2 separate regions of the Mus musculus genome follow, and region 2 is linked to region 1. A link is a contact called in public HiCAR-type data. All regions are on one chromosome and are shown on one strand. Each heading gives the region's core, a stretch centred on a gene start, on an enhancer-like site or on the middle of the called end of the contact. The rest is flanking DNA. Distances are from core to core; before and after follow the strand shown.

Region 1 (5,728 bases), core at 1,744-4,243:
ACAAGAGGAATATCACAATCATAAATTTTTTATGCAAATATCTACAGACATATGGAATCAACTAGGGAAGGCAGCTGAGTAGTGTGTTCAGATGAATCTCAGGATGGAGAGATACTCTCTCAGAGAAACGTCCTAGCTCTGTATAAGGACGTTTAGCAATAAAACTGAAATAAACCTGAAAGCAATAGGCTATAAACTTGGTGGGTGTTTCTTTCAGAAAAACAAATATGTACACATACACATATGTAGATGTGTGTGTGTGTGTGTGTGTGTGTGTGTGTTGTGTCTTGGGAAAGTCACAACTGAATCAGCCGTGTAACTGGCACTGCTTTCTTATCCTAACCCAGTGCACCTACCTCATTAGGGACACAGCGGCACCCAAGTTCATACACATTTAAGAATGTATGCGCTTTTTAAAAAGCCCACATTATTAAAAGAGTTGCTGAGAAATGCCCCTATTTCTGAGAACTAAAACTGCTTCCTTGACAGCACTAGAAGGTGGTTTTCCCACAAATGGTATTCCTAGGGTGTACTAGGGAACTTTCTTTGGTGAAAACCGGATTTACAAAGGTTGCATCTTCCTGCCTTTAGTGGATCTCCCAAACAGATAAACATTTTCAAATTTAGCTTTTTTTTTTTTCCCTTAGAATCTGACCGAATATAGAACTTTGCTGGAGTGCAAAGACACCTTAGAAAATGTAGGGCTTCTGATGAATGAAAGGCCAGCTCAGACCCACCATGTTTTCTTTGAAGATTGCTATGGTGTGGATGTGAATGGCCCCTCACAGGCTCATAGATCCTCAGCTCTTACTCCTGTTTCATGGTATATGAATATACTCAAGCACACATGCAATCCTGTGAACACAGTCCCTTTTTATCGTGTGATAAAATAGAAATCCACACTTGACCCATCTTCCTGATAGCTTCTGTTGACCTTTCAATATTCACTTCATTTTCTAAGGCCCTCCCAACTAAAGGACATTTTGTTTTTGAGACAGAGCCTCATGTAGCCCAAGGGTATGGACTTAATCTCACTGTGTAGCCTAGGATGACCTTGAACTTTTGACCTCTTGCCTCTATTCTGTCAAGGTTGGGATTACTATGCCCAGTTAGTTGGAGCTTCATGCACACTAGACACTCTATTAACAGAGCAACTACTACACAGTCCCCACTTAAACTAGATTTTTAAGGTCAGCATTTCATTCAATATTATATCCCACACCAAAATATCAGCATCTAGCAGAGTTCGTTTTTTCATTCCCAAAGACATGGGACTGCGGGCTAAGAGGGAAGGAATATGGGCACTTGGGAATGGAGTAGTAGAGCAGGAGCACTCCTAGTGCTCCAAGATGACATGTCTTGCATATCACAACCTACAAACTCTCTTCCTTGTACAGTTAGACAAATGGAACCAGGGTAGCAAGTTCATGACTGACAGCTCTGAGATTCAGACAGGTTCCCAGGGCTGACCACCTATTCTAAACAAATTCTCCAACTTCTTTTGAAATAACTAAAATACTGCCCCTCCCATAGATTTGGTTCCTACCTTACAGTTCATAGAATCATAATAAAGACAAGTGTTTATATTGAACGGAATATATGTCTAATGCAACACTTTCTATTAAGGTTATAGACAATCCCTTCCTGATATAATTACATGGAGCATTAAACCTAATTCTTATCATTTGCAGATCACTATTCCTTTGTCAATGAGAATACTTGATTTTCGTATTTAAGCTTTGGCACTTTACTAATTTTTAACAAAATAGCAAGCCCAAACTCATAGCAGTCTATAAAGTTTAATCACACATCATATAATTTTCTAGCTCTAAATTATTTAGACTAATTTTCATTAGTCAAAATAGAATGAATATAAGCTGTAAAGATATAAGTAGTTTAAAACTAGATGATGCTAAAAAAATTGGTAGATGATATTTCCATTTATCTAAAATTCATGCCGGGCGTGGTGGCACACTCCTTTAATCCCAGCACTTGGGAAGCAGAGGCAGGCGAATTTCTGAGTTCGAGGACAGCCTGGTCTACAGAGTGAGTTCCAGGACAGCCCAGGCTACACAGAGAAACCCTGTCTCAAAATAAATAAATAAATAAATAAATAAATAAATAAATAAATAATAAAATTCATATGCTTCATTTAGTATTGGGACACAAAGAAGTCAGTGCCCTTTCTTGTAAGGACTTTTATAGAAATCGGAAGGAAATTTACAAACACTGGGCACGGAGCCAAAGCTCTCAGATTAACATAGAAGCAGATAATGCATTTCTATTTAATTAAGTAAAAGTTTTCAAAAAGTTAAAGATTAAATTTTGTTTTATTTTGTTTTGTTTTGTTCCTTTTACAATTAAATCAAACTTTTATTAGCAAACTCTCCTGGTTATCCTGATTGCAATTAACGCCACCTCTCTAACGGGTCAGCTCATTTAGGTGCAATCTGGGATCATTTGGATTTAACATGATGGTTATTACTTATTACCCTGAAACCAAGCAGCACAATGAGATATTGATTACTTTTAACCTTTACATCCAAGGATTCGAGAAAGGTCGGAGGAGGGGAGCATTCGACTCTCAGCTGGCAAGCAGCCTTTAGGAGAATTCAAATGATTCCCTTTGGCTAAGTAGACCCAAGATGAGTCCATTCTGAGCTGACAAGAAATAATGGTTCTTTAAAAAGTAACAGTCAGCCTATATTTGGCATTACATTTATATATTACGTTTATATAGTCTATGGCCTCAGAGGTGCTTCACGTGAGAGGCAGACTAAGGCTGTTAACCCTTAGTAAGTCTTTTTCCAGGAAGCATCTCTATTGGAAAGAGATATTCAAGAGGGCGATTAAAGTGTGTGATTTCCTGTAGCAGTTCTCACTGGAATACACTCATCTCCTCAAACTAAAATCTCTTGGTAGGTTCCCAAGGCTGAACACAACCGTTGGCCAGTGATGTTGGACACTGAGGTCTCTTTAGTTTCCTTTTTCCATGGCAGCACTGAGAAATACTTTTCACCCCTGAGCCACTGAAAAGCAGAGGTCTAGGCGGGCCCCAGCAGAACCACAGACAAGAGAAATATAAACTCTATGTGTGAGATTAATTTGCTCGACGCTTGGCAGCATTATTGCCAAGTCGTCAAATTGTTCCAAGTTGTTCCGGAAGGTTGTTATTAATAGTATGTTTTCTGAGGAAAGTTCTGTCTACTTTTGGAACGGCATTTCTGTTGCCAGGGAAACTCCTTTAAGCAGAGTTTTCTAGGAGCACACTGCTGCTTTTGTTTGCCCGTGTCTATTCATATCATCGAGGCGGCACTTTACACGCTCCCGCCTCCAGCCCCGGAATGGCGGAGCTTTAGCCCAGTTAAGTTGCTTTTGCAAACAGAGCTAATGCCTGCTAGGATTTCCTCTTCTTTTTCCCCCACTCCTCTCTCTTCCTCACATGCAATCACTCCCTCTCTCCTGCCTGCTCCTTTTCCCTCTAACGTGCCCAGATCTCACCATTCAAGATTAAAATAAATAATAATAAGATAGTTTTCACAAGTTTTTGATAAATTTACTTTGTTTTGAATAGTAACCCCATAGGTTCTAGCGTTAGAGCATCAGGCCTTCAAGTGTTAATTATCTTTTTCACTATAAAATTAATGTAGTCATTTCCTCCTGACTCCTCCACCCCATTTATTGAAGTGCGGAGGAAAACCTGTCAGAGCCTCCAGCCAGCCCTGCTGTTGTGATTAAACGTGGTCACATGGCCCATCTCTGCCAAAAGGAGGGCCCTGAGAAAAGGTGACAAAGACAGTGATTTCCTGTCAGCAAAGAGTAAGACAGGGCTGTCTAGAAGTGATGCAAATGAGGGAAACTTTCCCCCCACAGCTTGTTTGATCCACTCTAGGCCAGAGCCGGCCAGCCAGAGAGAGAACAGCGCCACAATGCCACAGGGCCAGCCCCAGAGCCAGCGCACCTTCCGGACAGCAGCACCACAGGAGACTCTTGGAGACTCTTGGCAGGGCTTCCCTTCCTCGACCTCTGTACAGAGCCAACTGTTTCCTAGCATCCTAGTCTCTAAAATCTTTCTTCTTTCCCTCCCCTTTAAAAAAAAAAGGTGAATCAAATAGAACTTACAAGCTCCAGCAGGAACTATTTTTCATAGGTTGTTTGGGAACATCCCATCGGCCTTTCCCCTAAACATTCCATGAAGAGTTTTGCCCTCTCTCAAATTAAAAAGAGAAAAATATAAATCTGAGTATCCATATCAAACAGTGATTCATCAATGCCCAAATTAATGTGACAGTTAATCTAAGGGCTTTTTGAACTTTAATAAAAATGAAGCAAGTTCATTTCTAGATAGCAGTGGAGATGGGTGGATTTTATTCAGTTCTGGTCACTTTAAAAATGACCAGATAATGTTATTTGAAATATTATAATGATTTTAAGCATACTTTTCTTTTCTTAATGGAGTTTTAAATGTAACATACAATTAGGCTATCCAATTAATCAACTAAGAATGAGGTAAAAAAAAATTGTCAAGAAGTGTGTGTGTATGTGTGTGTGTGTGTGTGTGTGTGTGTGTGTGGTGTCATTTTCCCTAACTGTTTGAATGATTGCTAATTTGTTTCATTTGGTACAATCAATATTGAAATGTAAAATTTGGTACTGAAATCCAAATATAATGCCCAATTATCAGAATTCAAATTTCAATTCACATTTCTAGTCTATAAACCAACATATAAAAATAATATATATTCAGTAGATATTCTTTAATTCTAAGCCCAATCAACACAGCCTGAACCATGAGGCAGATATACAATCCAGTTGTAGGAACTCGAGTTTAGCCATGAGAGGATCAAGGAACATCTGAAATTATTTACAACAGCTCCATCCAAAGCAAAATGAAAGGAATCTATTCCAGGGGGTTGATATTCGTGAGTTTATAAAATATAGGCATAGCGTGATTAATCTGTTTTCTATGATCAGTTCATAGCAATGACAACATCACTTTGGCATCAGCTGTCGTAAGATAACAAGCCAAGTATGTCCCATTTATCTTCTTTTACTCTGTATTTCTTATTCCTTGGAATATATAATCGTACTTCACACACATTTAAAGTTGCAAAGCTTTTTACACACCTACCCGACTTTTCTACATGGTGTTTTCCTGAGCTCCTCCAAGTGCACCCTTCCCCGTCATTGCTTCTAAGCCTCACTCTCTCCTTGCCAGGTCGTTTTTACTTAGCATTTCAACCATGTTTATTTGTCTAGTACTTTAATTCACCCCTGTTGCCTCTGTTTGCTTGGTTAACTTTCATCAACAGGAGTCTCTTGGCGAGGTCTGTGCTCCAAGTCTCTAACATTTACTTAGCGACTAAGTCATTGAACTGTAAATTAGTTCAGATGTTACAAATACTGTATTTGCCATTTTACTTGTACAAAAGAACTACTTAATAAATATTCGTAGACATGATATATATATATATATATATATATATATATATATATATATCCAATGGCCTTAGCTTCTTCAAAGGCACTATTATGGCTTTTTCATACAAAACGCATACTGTATAAGTGAACATATTTCCTTTTTTGCTTTTGCTACCAGGAAACTCAAACTTCTATTTTTTTAGCTGAGAGGGATGCTACAGGCTATGCAGCTCTTGTCAGCCATACTTACTCTTCTCACAGAACAAGCCGCTGGCCTATGCATATTTTCCCTAGTTCTGGTTTGTAT
Region 2 (5,728 bases), core at 876-3,375, 640 kb before region 1:
TGCATATGTGTTGAGCCTTAATCAAGGAAGCAATGTGTGTGTGTTTATATATATATATGAGAATGAGTTTATTTTGCTGAGTCTGCACATTTTTGATATTCACATTTTGGCTTTTATTCATCTTAGCCACCCTTAAAAGAGAGGAACCGGAGGCCACAAATCATTCTGAACTGCTAATACTATATGTGTTCATTTTTACTATATCCTGACCCCCCCAAAGGGGGCACAGTGTTCAATGGGGGCCAGATTAACGCACCCCTCATATGAGATGGGCCAAGAAAGGCCACAGTTCCTTGAGACAGCTGTTTTTAACACCCCCATTTCAAACAGAATTTGGGAGAGAGAGAAAACAGAGAAATAGAGGAGAAATAGAAAGCAGGTGACACAAAGACTCTTGGATTCAAAGGGAGTTATATAGTAATAGATCAGTTTGGACTCGCACGAGGCTGGCAGACCCGGAACAAGCCAGTCTCAATTCTTGTTATTTGAAGTCATATAACCACTGCTAATATTTTTAAGTTTTTTTTATTATTATTTCACGTGGAAATGAGAAATCATATGAATTAACATAATGCTAAGAATCTAGAGAACACCAAAATAATTATGCAAAATTAAAGTGGAAAAAGAAGATGACAGCCCAGGTCGTCAGCAGTTGTACCTCATCTTCACTGCAGGGAGCACTGGGAGAATTTCCCCCAAACTATAGAGGCCAGGAAATGGGCCCTTCCCTGGGACCTGAAGGGGTGGCTTTCATGGCTCTTGGTCAGGGACAGCACTCCAGAAGGAGTCTTTGCCATTGCCTCTGAACAGAAAGTGGCTTCTCCACTGGGACGTTGGTATCCAGAGGCACCAGGATAGAAAACCATCTGAATACACAGCCCTCCCGGAGAGGGAGAGGTCTGGTGAGAAGTCAAGGGCTCTATTAGTGACCACAGGTCCTGCTTAAGATCTGCACCAGGCTAACAGGGAAGGAGGCAGGGTTCCCTTCCCACTCTTTGTCCTCTGAGGTTCAGCAGGGGTTGAAACAGTTCCATAGGAAAGAACTGGGCAATTATTAGGCCCTTTGAACTGTACTGTGTCGGGCAATTCCAGTGGGATCGTGTGTTTATAGGCAAATTAGTAGCTTCAATGGTTTATTGTTAAGCTAACAAGTGATTAGGAAGGTCTGCTCTTCCAAGCACACCCTCTGAAGGTATTCATAAATTTTGAATCTGGGATAGGAAAACACAGTCCTAGGTTAAAAGCTGTGTACCTGGCCTCTTTGTTCCTCTAACCAAAATATAAGCACAGAGATTATTGGGAACAGCTCCTCTCTGTGGGCTTCATGCACTCTCTCTGCAGGCTTCATGCTCTCCTATGATCTGATATGCTTTCTTTTTCAGTTTGATTTTTGATTGACACATAGTAATTGTGCATGTTTAGGGCACAAAGTGATTTCCTGATACATGCATACATTACAGAATGATCAAATCAGGGCAACTGTCATATCTATCACTTATATGCTTACATTTTTTTTTTTTGCAAGAATGTTCAAACTCTTCTTCCAGCTACTTGAAGTACAAAGCATATCATTACTTGTGGTAACCCTACTGTGCAGAGCAGACTCTCTCACTCCTGTTTGTTACGTGTTCACACCTGTTGACAGACCTCTTGCCATCCTCCTCTCCTTATAGCTCTGTGAACACACTCCATATCTGTAAGATGAATGTTCACAGAGCCCATGTGACTAGTATATGATATCCCTGTTGTTTTAATCTGGCTTTATTTCGTTGATATAACAAGCACTCTTTGGGTTCATCTCTGATGCTGCCAGTGGCAGAATTTCATATTTTCATGACTGAATACTATTCCATTGTTGAAATGCAATTTCAGGAAAATCGCTTTGCTGACTAGTAGATGTGAGGACATGAAAAGCTGTACTCTTTAGAAAAAGGCAGCAGTGGAGGGCTAGAGGAAGCCAGCTGGCAGAGGATTACTCAAGTTTTCCTGCTTGGGGTTTTTGTTGGATTCCTTGAAGCATTAAAAAAAAAAAGTCCTAAAAGGAGATCTGAGTCACAAATGCTGATGTTCAGATTCTCCATGGTCACAGCTTCCTGGCTTTCAGGGGTCATTAGCACAGCACTAGAAGGCTCCCCTCCCTCCCTTCAGCCCTCTTTACCTTGCTGCTTGCTTCACTCTCCCAGTCTCTCCACCCTCTCTGCTCACACAGGGATGGGCAGAGCTAAGCATGCTTGTACTGCTAAAGGTTAACTTAAACACAGAAGCAATGATTCCGCAGTGTTTGACACTTTGTATGGTTGGTGTGGTGGTTGACGTTAAAGAGCAGTTTCTCTTCCTTTTCCTGGCTTCTCTCCCTGGGTGGGTGAAAGTTTACTGAGATGGAATGAGATGGAGTGTTAGACCTTGTTCTTCCTCCTCCCTGCAGGTGTGGACCAAGACAAAAATAACAATGGAAGCACTCCAAATTAGCACCCTGAGAGAGTGTGCTCAACTCCAGCAAAACAAAAAGAAAACAAAGAACAAAATCAAAAAACCCACCAGTGCAAATGGCTCTCTGAGTACCTACATTAAATGTTATCTGATGGAAGGGGGTCAGACATAGTGTTGGGGGACAGTGCTTTTCAGTGCTTTAATCTAAATCACCTGTTATCAGGACACAAGAACTCAGTGACTCCTTGCAATCAGCCTTGTGGCTTCATCCCCATTCACTCCCCTTGCATTTATTATTCGCATCAATCAAAATATAGAAAGAAGAAATGCTTCTCAGTTACCCATTTGTGCATTAGTTCAGAGGTGAGGAGGCTGTGTCCCATGGAGAGTTCCAGTAGAGCTCCTATTCTGTCGCAAAAGACCGCTTGCTTCCTGCCTAAAGGGATTCAAGATACTTTCCAGACACCGTGAAGTTGCAGAGGGTGAGGGAAGGCAGGGTGCAGAAAGGATGCAGCAGCAGACAGAGAACAGGAGTCCAGATCATACACGTCACTGTGACAGTGGGCTACAGCGACATGCCCCCGTTTCCAGCCATTCCCAGCCAAGGTGAAGCAGACAGCCAATAGGAGGCAGAACACACCAGAAGCCAGGCTCACTCTGCCAATCAGTGTGTCAAGACCAAGGACTTGAGCTGATGGGAAAGAAAAGAGTACTCATACACTGTGCTCGGTAAGCAAGGCCCAAGAGAAGATGCTGACATTACAGCACAGACATGGAGAACAGAAACATCCAGACAGACAAGAAGACAAGACCAGGAAGAGCCCCTCATCCACAACGCCAGTCTCCCAGGGAGGACTTGGTACTAGAAGCGGAGAATATATTCTAGTTCTCATCTGTCAGTTGATGCATAGAAAGCTAGATACAACTCTCATTTCAGAAGATAGACTCTGTCATTACCTATAAACTCTCATACCAATGCCAAGTGCCCATCACACAGTCTTTTCAGGCATCTCACCAGAACGATTCACCAGAATGAAGGCCTCAGAGAAAGTCTCAGAAGCAAAGTTTCCTTCTAGACTTCTTCTTGTCTATCTCTTGACCTATTTCCTTCCCAAATGCAGCCATAAAAACTAGAATTCCTCCTCTCCAAACTGGGTCTAAAACCCCAGAAGTACTTTTCCCCAAAGCCACTCAGAAAACCTAAATACTCCATTATGGTCTTCCTCTGACTCTGTAAGAGCTGCCATAAAGACACTGGGACCTTTGTTGTGAAGGAGGGGTCTCCTTCCCATCTGTGGGAAGAAGAAAAGATAGAAGAGTCGGGCCAAGTAGATCTATCCACACAACCTTGGTGGGCTTGCCTGCCTCAGCCTATTGGCATTAAGTCAAATCCTTTTGCCTGGTCTGTTTATATGGCTGTTAATCCTTTATTGGATCTAAGTGTATGAATTAACAATTTACTCTAGATTAGCATCATCAGTCTGAAAGGCTCCTGTTTCTTATAAATTAGGATTGAATATGCTTGTCACTCTGTTTCTTACTAATCTGCGGTGTGCTGCATGGCTTGGTCATGATTTTTGATTATAAGCTCCGTTTTCTGCCCCTATGATATCTGGGCTAAGTGCCTTTAATGAACACTTAAGAATAATAATAGCTAAAGAAGTAAAATTCAGATCATTGTTTTTTTTTAAGCTCCATTTCTATGAGCAGGTAAATATTTATTATGAGTTAATTTACTAGTAGTTGATAAGAACAGATGAAAAATATTAGAGATAGTGAAACAGACATTAATTATAAGAGCTAATGAGAAAAACAAATGGATGGGCAATTTCTCTCTGGGTGTGTTAGGTACCTTTTAAGTGAATCCAACCCTGCTCAGTGCCCTGTTTCACTGTGACCACCCCTTGCACAAGCCACCAAAGTAGAAGACAATGCCTCAAGACTGTCTCCCTTCTCATCTTCTGGAGAAAAGTAAAGGTCCTGCCACCAGGAGTATCCTACAGCAGAGACTACACTGTAGTCTCTGTAGACAATACTGTTTGCTACTATGACTCTGAAGCAGCCACTGGCAGCTCTTTCAGCCAGGGTAGGATTATGTCCTTGTGGAGGTGTGGCACATCTTACCATCCACTTTGGTCTCCAGCATCCTCTATCTGGGTCAGTAACGGGACTTGTGCAACATGATAACTTCTGTTTTATAGCAGAACCTGTATGTCATTTCAATATGATTGCACTTTTTTTCTTTGTAAATATTGGTGGTTACTGCTTAATTAAATTGGTGAGTAGGAGGAACTCGGACCTGTCAGAGGTTAAGTTATAGGTCTTATAGACTTCAGTTTAAAAAAAAAAAGAAAAGATAGGCCATTAGAGTGGCTACCTGCATGCCCAACATCATTCATTACCCATGGACCACAATAACGGTTTATCCCTGAAGGTCTGTCTCCCATCAACTGGAGGAGGTGAGGTGCAATGGCGAGGAGGAGGGAGTGGGCGGGGAAGATAAAATGCAGAGAGATGGAAAGAGTGCCCGTGTCCATTTATGACCCCATAATTTTAGCAAGTCATTTAATGAAGACATTGAATGCAAACCCCATATAATTCCATCCAAATGATGTCAGCTGTGCGGCTTTATGTAAGCTGCAGGACTTACATCCGCTGTTTACCATTTTATCAGTGGTGGAATAATAGAGGCAGGTGTTCCTGCTGCTCTAAGTGGAAAACACTCACTGAACATTTTATAAATCTATCAGGCTGTTGTATCGGTAATGTATTGTACCATTGCCGTTTTCTTAGGCCTAAGTTGTGAGAAAAAACAAAAAACAAAAACCACCAGCCTCCTGCTAAGCATCCGAGAGTGAGGTTCACATCCACTTACATTCTTCTTTTTAAAATGTCTACTTACAAAAACAAACAAATAAGCTCTCCATTGTACTTGCAGAACTGCCTTTAAACTAATTTGAAATGAAAAGAAATCCCACAGTTTTTCTGTGAGCAAACCAACTTTCCATATTCTGGTGCATTTATTTCTCTTTAATATTTCAAACCTTTGTGGCTTTGGAAACTTTTTTTTTAAGGCAGTGCTGGATTGTGGGGAAAAGCAAACTGTGACAGGTGACCACAGAGACTGGTGGTCTTACCTGGTAACTCTCATTTATTCACAGATCTCTTCTGGGGTTCTTCTTTGATATAGCAATTATTAAGCCCTAGGAGATCCAAACTCTTGGCACATACTATAAATGTTTGTTCTACAGAGGCATAGAAGCCACTGTCCCCAGCTCTTTTCACATATCTACAGCTA

What was found. HiCAR-type assays count read pairs that join an accessible place to other places.
Region 2: a HiCAR-type map of astrocytes shows a contact between it and region 1, with 2.7 times the contacts expected there. The contact joins two enhancer-like sites. A contact is called at or near these places in 2 of 115 datasets of contacts at active chromatin or transcription factors (astrocytes and embryonic stem cells).

What each region holds. Positions count from the first base shown.
Region 1 is chr12:53,031,081-53,036,808 of GRCm38.p6, reverse strand. The region is part of intron 9 of Akap6 (A kinase (PRKA) anchor protein 6); the gene reads right to left. Among named protein-coding and RNA genes, the nearest start is that of Npas3, 210 kb to the left of the region's middle. Within about 2 kb of position 2,993, at least 157 of the 459 cell types and tissues checked have an H3K27ac peak or open chromatin away from gene starts, as enhancers often do. A contact at or near this core is called in astrocytes, where this site is marked.
Region 2 is chr12:53,673,693-53,679,420 of GRCm38.p6, reverse strand. All of the region lies in intron 4 of Npas3 (neuronal PAS domain protein 3), which reads right to left. Among named protein-coding and RNA genes, the nearest start is that of Gm35614, 160 kb to the left of the region's middle. Within about 2 kb of position 2,125, at least 5 of the 459 cell types and tissues checked have an H3K27ac peak or open chromatin away from gene starts, as enhancers often do. A contact at or near this core is called in astrocytes, where this site is marked.